Regions from separate parts of the Mus musculus genome. Here region 2 is linked to region 1. Evidence: chromatin contacts called from public Hi-C data. All regions are on one chromosome and are shown on one strand. The core of a region is the stretch at or near the end of the contact, and the rest is flanking DNA. Distances in the headings are between cores, read along the strand shown. Region 1 overlaps Mcu (mitochondrial calcium uniporter). Region 2 overlaps Micu1 (mitochondrial calcium uptake 1).

Evidence for each region. Hi-C and Micro-C count contacts between places; a contact is called where the count stands out from the background.
Region 2: a Hi-C map of liver shows a contact between it and region 1, with 1.8 times the contacts expected there. The contact joins two enhancer-like sites. A contact is called at or near these places in 2 of 484 Hi-C or Micro-C datasets (liver and nephron progenitors), 10 of 115 datasets of contacts at active chromatin or transcription factors (double positive thymocytes, embryonic fibroblasts, embryonic hindbrain and 3 more) and 1 of 9 other capture datasets (embryonic stem cells).

Annotation. Positions count from the first base shown.
Region 1 is chr10:59,521,546-59,526,584 of GRCm38.p6, forward strand. All of the region lies in intron 1 of Mcu (mitochondrial calcium uniporter), which reads right to left. Among named protein-coding and RNA genes, the nearest start is that of Gm40671, 51 kb to the right of the region's middle. Within about 2 kb of position 3,341, at least 20 of the 459 cell types and tissues checked have an H3K27ac peak or open chromatin away from gene starts, as enhancers often do. A contact at or near this core is called in hepatocytes and liver, where this site is marked.
Region 2 is chr10:59,783,220-59,788,197 of GRCm38.p6, forward strand. Micu1 (mitochondrial calcium uptake 1) reads left to right here. Exons shown (of 12, transcript NM_144822.3): 7 at 4,722-4,804. Among named protein-coding and RNA genes, the nearest start is that of Gm17059, 15 kb to the right of the region's middle. Within about 2 kb of position 3,247, at least 24 of the 459 cell types and tissues checked have an H3K27ac peak or open chromatin away from gene starts, as enhancers often do. A contact at or near this core is called in hepatocytes and liver, where this site is marked.

The DNA.
Region 1 (5,039 bases), core at 2,091-4,590:
GGGCAGCCAGGGCTGAGGCCTGAACCCAGGACCCCGCTCCTTCCAGGTAAACACACAAGCTGAGCTACTTCTTGAGCTGCTCCACTTAAAAAAAAAATCCACCATAATATTATTTATATGGAAGAGGCAAGAGAAGACAGAGAGAGATGTATGTGTCTGTCTGTCTGTTCGAGTGCTAGGAGGTAGAACAAACACAGGGTTAGGTTCTGTTCCAATGAGCAAATCAAAACCAAGCTTCTTTAGAGAAATGTCTGGGCTTTGATTCTCTCATTATGAATAACCCTCTTTGTCTAATAAAAAAAGAACTCACGGAACTTAGGCAAATTTCATTAGTTCTCTTGGCATAAAACACATTCAAGTTACCAGCTCTAAGGGCAGGCACTGCAGCAATTTTTAAAAAGAGTTCAGAAAAAGTGCATTTGGCACAATGGAAGCTATTAAAATGTTATTAACCTTAGATAATTCAGACTTCTAAGTTCTTATGTTTGACTTCAACCGAAAGTATTGTCCTTATTTGACTTGCTTAGGACCAGAAAGGCTTCATATATTGTTTATTGTGTTGAATTTAGTATATCTGCATATATATATATTATATAAGGTATATAATATACATATATTATATATAAGATATATAGTATGCATACATATTATATATATGACATATAATGAGATTCTTGGGAATGGTTCTAATTTTAAACATGAAATTGAATTGTGATTCATATACCCCTTACATATGTAGTGTTGAAATAATCTTGTCTAGCATGTGTACTGCCCCTGTGTTTTCTCTGTGACATCAGAAGAGCGAGGTGTGGAATTTTCCACCCGTGACGTCATTCCAGCTCTCAAAGCAGTTCTGGACTTTGGAGCAGTTAGGATTTTGGATTTTCAGCGCAGGGCTGCTGAAACATAAGTCAAAATAAACCCTTCCTTTTAAAAACTGTGTCATCAAGTATGACCCACAGCAATGAGAATCTGGCTAACAGGACTGCTAAAGTGAACATCATCCTACCCACACTGCAGGACACGCTCACCTCCATGTCTGCATCTTACACTGGAAGCTGTGTTACCCTCACTGCAGGACACGCTCACCTCCATGTCTGCATCTTACACTGGAGCTGGGTTACCCACACTGCAGGACACGCTCACCTCCAAGTCTGCATCTTACACTGGAAGCTGTGTTACCCACACTGCAGGACACGCTCACCTCCATGTCTGCATCTTACACTGGAAGCTGGGTTACCCACACTGCAGGACACGCTCACCTCCATGTCTGCATCTTACACTGGAGCTGGGTTACCCACACTGCAGGACACGCTCACCTCCATGTCTGCATCTTACACTGGAGCTGGGTTACCCACACTGCAGGACATGCTCACCTCCATGTCTGCATCTTACACTGGAGCTGGGTTACCCACACTGCAGGACATGCTCACCTCCAAGTCTGCATCTTACACTGGAAGCTGTGTTACCCTCACTGCAGGACACGCTCACCTCCATGTCTGCATCTTACACTGGAAGCTGTGTTACCCACACTGCAGGACATGCTCACCTCCATGTCTGCATCTTACACTGAATTTGTGAGACGGCTCGGCATCATCAAGTGAATGATCGATTGCCTCTTTCCTCTGTCTATAACAGACTTCCAGGTTGTTTTTGTATGATTATCTTCTTCATCATTCCTGACCTCTAAGGATGCTGTCCTTCCATGCTGTATAAAGTGGCTTAACTGAACACACCTCTTACTTTCATTCTATTCTTTGCACTTCATCCTATGTAATATTTCCTTTCTTCCTGATTGTTTGTTCTTACCTTCTTCCCTCCTGCCTATTTCTCCACACACATACAAGGTCTACAAGTGGCTCCACCCCACATTCCTGACACCAAGAGTTTTGCCTGGTGCATAAAAGACATATTCATTTAAATAATCACTGTGTATTTGAATGATTTAATGAAAAAAGGGTCTCCACATAACTTCCTATAAAGCCCTTCCTGGCCCTTGTATCTGACTGAAAATACAGACAGGATAATCAGGAAGTTTTAAGCGATTGCTAGATATTTGACGCTATTAAAGTGTTACTATTTTTCATTTGATAACGGCATTGCGGCTACTCTTAACTTTCAGAGAAATATTGGAGCATTTATGGAAACATTCACAGGATAAGTGATTTGTATAAAGTAGTCCCAGTATCTGTATGTGTGCCAAGGACGATGACTGAGGTGAAGACGAAGACTTCCACGTAAACCCAGACCCAGTGGCTGTGGGCGTCATTCAGGGATTTGGAAGGCGGAGGAGGCTTGAGGATCAAGTCTGCGCCTTCTTTAGACTACTGCATTACTGAATGAAAGTTCTGCAGCCTCTGAGGCTCGCCGAGCGTTTATCAGACAGGCAGTGTAATAGCCAAGCAGAAGGTGAGAGATGACAGAAGACAGCTGGATAAAGGAGTGCAGGAAATATTAGAGTTGCTACAGATCTTGCAGAGAAAGACCTCTAAGACAAACAGAGCAAGCAGGGCAAGCACTGACACTGAACTCTTGTGTGCGCCAACACTGATATAAACCAAGACGGATAACCCAGATGGAAAGGCCCACTTCCTTTTGCTCCTGGAAATTATTGTTTAAGTCAATCTTGCTTTACAATAGAACTCAGACAGGAGACGAGGGGGAGGTTACTCTATTGTATGAGGAATCCAGAAACAGCAAGTCATGAATAATACAAATGAAACATGAAGCAAAGCTCTTGGCCCAAGGTCTGAAGGTTGTATGAAGAATGAAATCATCTCTGGTGAGCTAGATAGAAAAGTGGCCTGCAGTTACTCCCAGGTCACAAACAGTTTAAGATGGCGTTGAGCTAGTGATCTCTCCCTGGTAATCGACTGAACAGAAAGGCCAGAATACGTGCCATAGGCACGTATCGAAGAAGGGCTAAAACCCAATGCAGAAAATGAAGCTTCACAGATCTAATGCTCTGGTGGCCGTTTAAACCAGAGACCAGTAGAAGACACACAAACAATGTATTTGAGGAAAGCAGGCTCCGGGGCAGGATTCTGGCCAGGTTCACTGAAGACACAGTTAAGAATTCCTGACCAAAAAACTGTCAACCCTGCGTTGCTCATAAACCGTTCCTTGTAAAGAAAAGCAGCGCTGATTTATATTTTGATCAAGTGCAAAATTATTTTAGACACTAAAACCATGAGACTAACAACAACTGGCTAACTTATTTGTTTAGCTCTAGTCTATGCCAATGCTGAGGTTAATGGGCAATCAGTACCACAAAGAGGACAAACTGAGGTGGCTGCATGCTCTCGCCATGTGGGAGGCCTTAGGTCCCACCCCAATACTCCACCCACACACAAAAGGTCACAGTACACTAACAGCCTGCTTCTCCAAGAGCCAGTCTGTCTCCCTAAAGTGTGCAGGTGAGACCCACAAAGTCGCCAGGGAACGCCTTAGGTTGCCCTAGGAGAGGGCACCAGCCTCTTCACTGTAAGAGTTTCTCTCTGAGCTCAACGCTTCAGCACCCAAATTCCTCAAAAGCTACACCGGTGTCCCGAAAGGGGACCACACAGGAATGCAGGCACTGTGCTGAGGAGTCGGCGGAATCAATTACCTAGAATCCTCACCTAAAAGAACAGTTCCTATTTTTAGTAGCAACTGTAAAAACAAACAGGCAAAGAGCTACCAAAGGTGAAAAGTATCTAGGTTAGATCGAGTCCCTCCAGAGATGTAGGCGTTATGGGAAGAACAGAGTCAGGGTTGGAAAGCTAGAAACAGCAGCCTTAGCTCCAGTACTGGTGGAGACTACAGCCTCCCTCAGAGCCCGCAGCACTCCAGACTCTGCTTTCTCTGTGTGTGATAGAAGACGGATCCTATGGCCTTCCAGGTCCTGATTAGAAAATTCCAATAGGCCCTTTCCATCCTGCAGCATCTATACTATAATTGCGGGTCATCATAAATGGATTTATAGTCATAACAATGTCAGTACCAGGCAACAGAATCATTTTGAAGCTCTGTTGTGCACTGTTACCTCCCTTACGTACCCAGCATCCCATCTGTGGTACTGAGAGTACACATTCTCTAAAGAAGCTGATGGACGACTGTGGATAGGGTCCTAAAGGCCTTTCCTCAAATCTTCCCCCCCAAATTGATGATAATATGAAAAACTTTCTAGTTTCTCTCTTCAATAAAGCTACGTAAGATAGTCTAATATTCAACACTTACTTATGCACTGTATGATGAATAAATGCTGTGCCACTTTTTGTTATGTTCAGTTTTGGGTTGTGGATCTTCCTGTGTAGACCAAGCTGGCCTTTGACTTACAGAGAACCACATGGCTCTGCCTCCGGATCGCTGAACAGGTGCAACCACGCCCAACTCTTTCTTGATTTTTATAAATCACATAAAGACAAAGAGATTTGTCTAGAAAGTACAAGTTTCTCTTCCTTGGGTTTCAGGTACTCTTACATGCCTTACCCTTACTGACAGCAGCTGTCCACCTTGCCAGTAAGAACACATTTCAGAGCCTGTAACTTTTAGAAAGGATTTCATGAGGTGTGCAGATTTATTAAAGCCACCCAGCAAATAAATCCTAATTTAGAAGCGAACGACAGGCTTCTCCATCTTCTTTACATTATTTGTCGAATTGATTATAAAAAACAATTAATAATCACAGAAACAACAGCTCAAACAAATGTTGGGTGTCCAGTAGATCTCAAGAGAATCACACGGCCACACTCTCATTTATTGTTTGTGGTCCTTGGGGTAGGGGTAGAAAATCCATAAAAGGAGAAATGCAAATGGCAAGAAGTTGGGAAATGTTTCACTGTAAGAAAGGACAAACGTTTACACTGTAGTGACAATTGTAAAGTGAGACAAAGTACCTTCCTGTATTTCAGTACTCAGAAGTCTAAGTCAGGAAGATGCTGAGTTTGAGGTCAGCCTGAGCTACACAGTGAGACCCCCCATTGGGAGAGAGGGAAGAAACTACAAACAAAAATAAGAATTAAATGTTTTAAAAGTGGAAGTAGGCCAGAGATGGCTCA
Region 2 (4,978 bases), core at 1,997-4,496, 260 kb after region 1:
GAGAGTCTCGAGCTGCCTCTGGGTCTGAGGTTAGACCTGAGCCAGGTCTAAGCTGCCGAGCAGCCTGTCAGCAGGTTTCGTTGAGATGAGTGCCTTTACCTCTCGGCTCTGTAGAGAGTGACACAGCAACTAGCTCAGGTCCTGTTTTGTCTTCAGGTCAGAGCATCTCAGCATGAAACAAATGTGAGTGTGTCTCTGTGCTCTTACTGGATCACGACGTGAGAGAGACGCGGGCCTGGAGTCAGGGTTGCGCTAAGTCCAGTTCCAGGCCGGCCACGTACTGTGATGCTCTGGCCTAGACGGTTAACTGCTCGAGCCTCGGTTCACTCCTCTCGGTGGTTTTTGTTCTGCTTTGGTTTTGTTGTTGCTTTAACTAACATTCTGCTGACTTGGTTATATTCTAAGCAGTAAGGTGGCTATAGCTGTGATAAAATCTAGCCATTTTTATTGTTTTGTTTCAATACCAAAGCAGGCTCAGGTATGGCTCCTTTAAGATTTAGAGAGACAAAGTTTTACTTATCTGACTCACAGAAATTAACCATTTTCTTTTACTTCTGTTGTGCAGTGGATACCAGCAGGTGGCCTACAGGAAGTTTGGTTTTTGGGGTTTTTTGTTTTTGTTTTTGTTTTTTGGAGTTTTTTAGATTTCTTTGAAGCATGAATGAGTAATTTTTTGCTGTATGTTTAATTCCAGTGACATATGATCATGGAGATAAGCTGTTCAGCACATGCCTTTAATCCCAGCACTTAGGAGGCAGGGGCAGATGGTTCTGTGAGTTTGAGGATGGCCTGGTGTACAAAACCAGTTCCAGGACATTGAGAACTACACAGAGGAACCCTGTCTTTGAAAAACCGAAGGGGCGGAGGGTTGAAGGGGGTGTGTTTGCTCATAACCAGTAAGTCTGCCGAGATCGTATTAAGGGCCAGACTCACCACTGACCACACTGTCTGATACTGAGAAAAATAAAATGCTTTTAAAAAGAAGAAACAGTGTATGTGACCCAAACCCATTCAAACTTTGCTAATGGGATTAATGTCCATGGACAGTGACTGTTCAGATTCTGACAGTCTCATAAGGTTATCTGCAGCAGCATTTGGGGAAGGAAAGACAGTAAGAGGTATAAGAAAATGACTGTAAAGAAAATAAAAAGTATCTAGGACTGCTACTGAGGGTGGCAGCGCCCCTTCTTGCTGGGGCTGACTCCCCGATACTCAAGTCTGATCTGTGGGTTCCAGCGGCAGAATGCTCTCAGTAGATGCTCTACAGGAAGCCTCTGGCCATTGTGACAGGCCGCTACTCCAGAGGGTGTTTAGTTGGTTCCTCTACTTTGCCAGTCTTTCTCACGTGTGCACCATACATGTGCATACATGCGTGTATGTGTGCACACAGATGAAGTCTTGGAGATGATTCTGAAAGGTGGGAAGAGAGGAATCACGGCTGATGAATTACTACAGATGCTACAAAAATGTACATCACCCAGCGTGATGGAAAGCCACGCACCCAGACTGTAGAGAAGCTGCAGTCTGTTCTGGAGGATGCCAAGGTCAGCTCAGCCCAGACCTACAGAAGGCGCGGAGTGCTGGGAATAATGCCATCATTGGCTTGGGTGACCTGGTTTTTGAATGGTGAGCCTAGCAGGCTTTTCCAGTCCCCGTATGGTCTGGTAAAGGTTTCAGCAGTGCCTCCCTCCCTCCCTCCCTCCCTCTGTGTCCATCTCTGGCCCCTGACATAATTACTTTCAAAGGCAGTGTTACTTAATTACTCCCTGGCCTTTGCTGTGTGTGCCTGAGATCCTCAAGACTGAAATTAGATTCTTTACGTTGCGAGAGGGAGTCCGGAAGAGCTCAGAGGGATTGTCCCTGTGACGAAGAAGAGAGTCCAAATCACGAATCAGGATTACAGTAGCCAAAACTGGTTCCAGAAACCCTCTGGAACCCATCAACAAGGATCTCGTCATCCTGGGTCAACGGCTCTCCAGCTGTTGGAGTGAGAGCCTATAAATCGCCTTTCTTTAAAAGAAGCCAGACAGAAGTGCTTGGTATTTAGCTGGGTTTTAGGCATGATCCCAGTGTTCAGGTATTAAGTAGTCTGTCTGAAACCTTTTACCTGATTCCCTACATTCTCCGATCGATGACTGCAGGTTGCTGACCCTGGCAGAGGGTGAGAGGCCAGCGGGGCATCAGGGGAAGCTCCTGCTTTGTTCATGCCAAAGCCAGGTAAAGTGTGTCATCATTATCTGTCATCTGCCAGCAGCCGCTAGCAGAGGGCTAACCACTGCCACCACTTGCCCTGATGTTCACAGCTGCCTTCTGCATCTCTCACGATACACAGCAGAGCAAATCTGCGCTACCCCCACCCCACCCCACCCCACCCCACCTCCCACCCCCAAACCCCACGATGTCCTGCTGCAGCCCACAGTCTGGACCACTTTTGGTTTGTTTGGTTTTAATCTTGTGTGTATGCATGTTTTGCCTATTTGTATGTCTCTGTCTGGTGCCAGCAGAGGCTAGAAAAGGAAGTCAGATCTTCTTGGAACTAGAGTTACAGACAGCCATGTAGGCACAGAAAACCAAACTCAGTTCCACTACAAAAACAGCCAGTGCTCTTAATCACTGAGCCATCTCTCCAATCCTTTGTTTTGTTTTGTTGTTTAAACATTCAAGATTGCAAGTTAGAAAATCCACCAATAAATAAATGGAATTATCCATCTTAATGCTTGACTCAAGCGGTGCACGGTGGCTCCTGCCTTTAATCCCAGCAGATCTGTGTAAGTTTGAGGCCAGCTAGGAGTTCAAGGCCATCTAGGACTACAACATGAGACCCCATCTCAAAAAAACAAACAACAAAAAACCTGAAGTTTGACACTTACCAACATCTTAGTAGAAGATTAGAAAGAATATTTTTGAAAAGTGCCAATAGCCACGTGTTAATGGCACGCACCTTTAATCCCAGCACTCAGGAGTCAGAGACAGGCAGATCTCTGAGTTTGAGGGCTACAGAGTGAGTTCCAGGACAACCAGGACTGCACAGAGAAGCCTTGTCTTGAAAAAAATAGAAGGAAGGAGAAAGAAAGATGCCAATTAACATAAAAATGGGATTCTCCAAGTGGTGTTCTGCTCAGCAATCGTAGCTCCAGCCTAAAGAACAGTAGTTACGGACCAGGGAGGCAGTGCACTGGGGAGGCTGAGGCCAGCAGACCAAGCAAAGGAACAAATCTGTTGGATGCCAACATCAAGTGAATCAGACATCTGGAAGCTGATAGGCACAGCATTCACCGAGGCAACCAGCGATGCAAGCCAGGAACTTTCCAGCCAGCTGCCTGTGTGTCTGAAAGGAGAATTGGCACCCAGGAAGTACTGCTGTTGACAAACTCACAGTGGGGGCTTGGACTCTCTGGTTATACATGCTGTGCAAAGCTCATCACACACACACCTCTGTGTCTACAAACAATCCTCACGGTTATGGTTTGGTTTGGTTTGGGGGTGTTTTGATTTTTGTTTGTTGTTTGTTTAGTAAAAATGATGATAACTGAAAACTTGTTTAGTGGTATCGGGACAGACAGGACACTTACTTTGGTTTATTCTCTAAAGCTCTGCAAGTTGGGAGCACAGAAGGAAGGGAGGAGGAAAATGCCTTCGTTTTCTTTACGAGAACACCTTAACGGTGCTCAGGAGAACAGCCATTCATTTCCGTTTCATTATGACACGCGAAGTGTATTAATTGTGTTTTGATTGATTCTGAAACACTAAAGCCTGGTGCAGGGGCTAAAGTCACTCACTTAAGGAGGAAGTATGTCCAGTCCGTGGAGTTTATCTTGGTTGTTCTTGTTGTTGTTGTTGGCGGTTGGTTTTTGTTTTGTTTTGTTTTGTTTTGTTTTTCAAGCTTCAACTGAATTTTAGCATTTAAGGGTGCTTCACTTAGTAATTGGTGTATGAGGCCAGCATCTTGAAGAGGGAGCTGACTGACTTACGGTACACTTTCCTGTCCTACCAGGGAACAGTGATGATGATGGCTAGAAGCCCCCACAGCAAAGTGACGCTCACAGAACACTGCACATGTGTAAAGCTAGCTTGTTTAATGGCAAGGGCGGAGGCCTAGACTCTGACCTTGCATCGAATCAGTGGTATGGCTTGTCGTAGACAGGCTGTCTCAGCTCAGTAAATAATAGTGTATTCAAAGCTAACATGGTGTGCGTGCTTAGCGTGTAACAACCAAAAAATGGGAAAGAGTGTCATACAGCTGAAACTGAACTGTCACTCAGCAAAACCGAAGTATTTAAGAAAGGAGAGATGGCTGGGTGATTTAGAGCACTGGCTGCTCTTGCAAAGGATCGAGGTGTAACTCCCAGCACCCACCGGCTGTTAATCCAGTCTTAGGGAATCCAACGCCCTCTCCTGGCCTCTACAAGCACTGCACATACTTGGTATGTAAACATGCAGGCAGGCAAGACACCCATACACATAAAATGTTCTTTTTTTTTTTTTTAGATGTAAAAAGGTTGAAATAAAAACAAAACAAAACAAAACAAAACCAGGAAAATGCAGTTTTTAGGGGCCACAGAACTCTCTTGGGGTTTTAAGGAGTTAACACTTGATCCTAGACAGTGTCCTTTTCTGGTTTGGGTATAATTTAGGGTTAAGCCATTTTTCTGGAGTGACTTAAACGTCTTGACTGATGTGTTCCTTCTATTTTTCCTCCCTTTCTCCTTCTCTACTTGTAGCTCCTCAGAGAAATTTTGAAATTGCTTTCAAGATGTTTGACTTGAATGGAGACGGAGAGGTAGACATGGAGGAGTTTGAGCAGGCAAGTGGTGCTGACCTCTGTTTTTAGTATTTCTTCGCCAGTGGGGGGAGCATTAGTGCAGGCACTCGTGAGAGCCGTGGCAACCACAGACTTACCCAAGAAAGCGCGTTTGCATGTGGAGGCCACTCTTGTTAGTCCCTAAAATTAATGTTTCTCAAAGACTGAAGATATTTC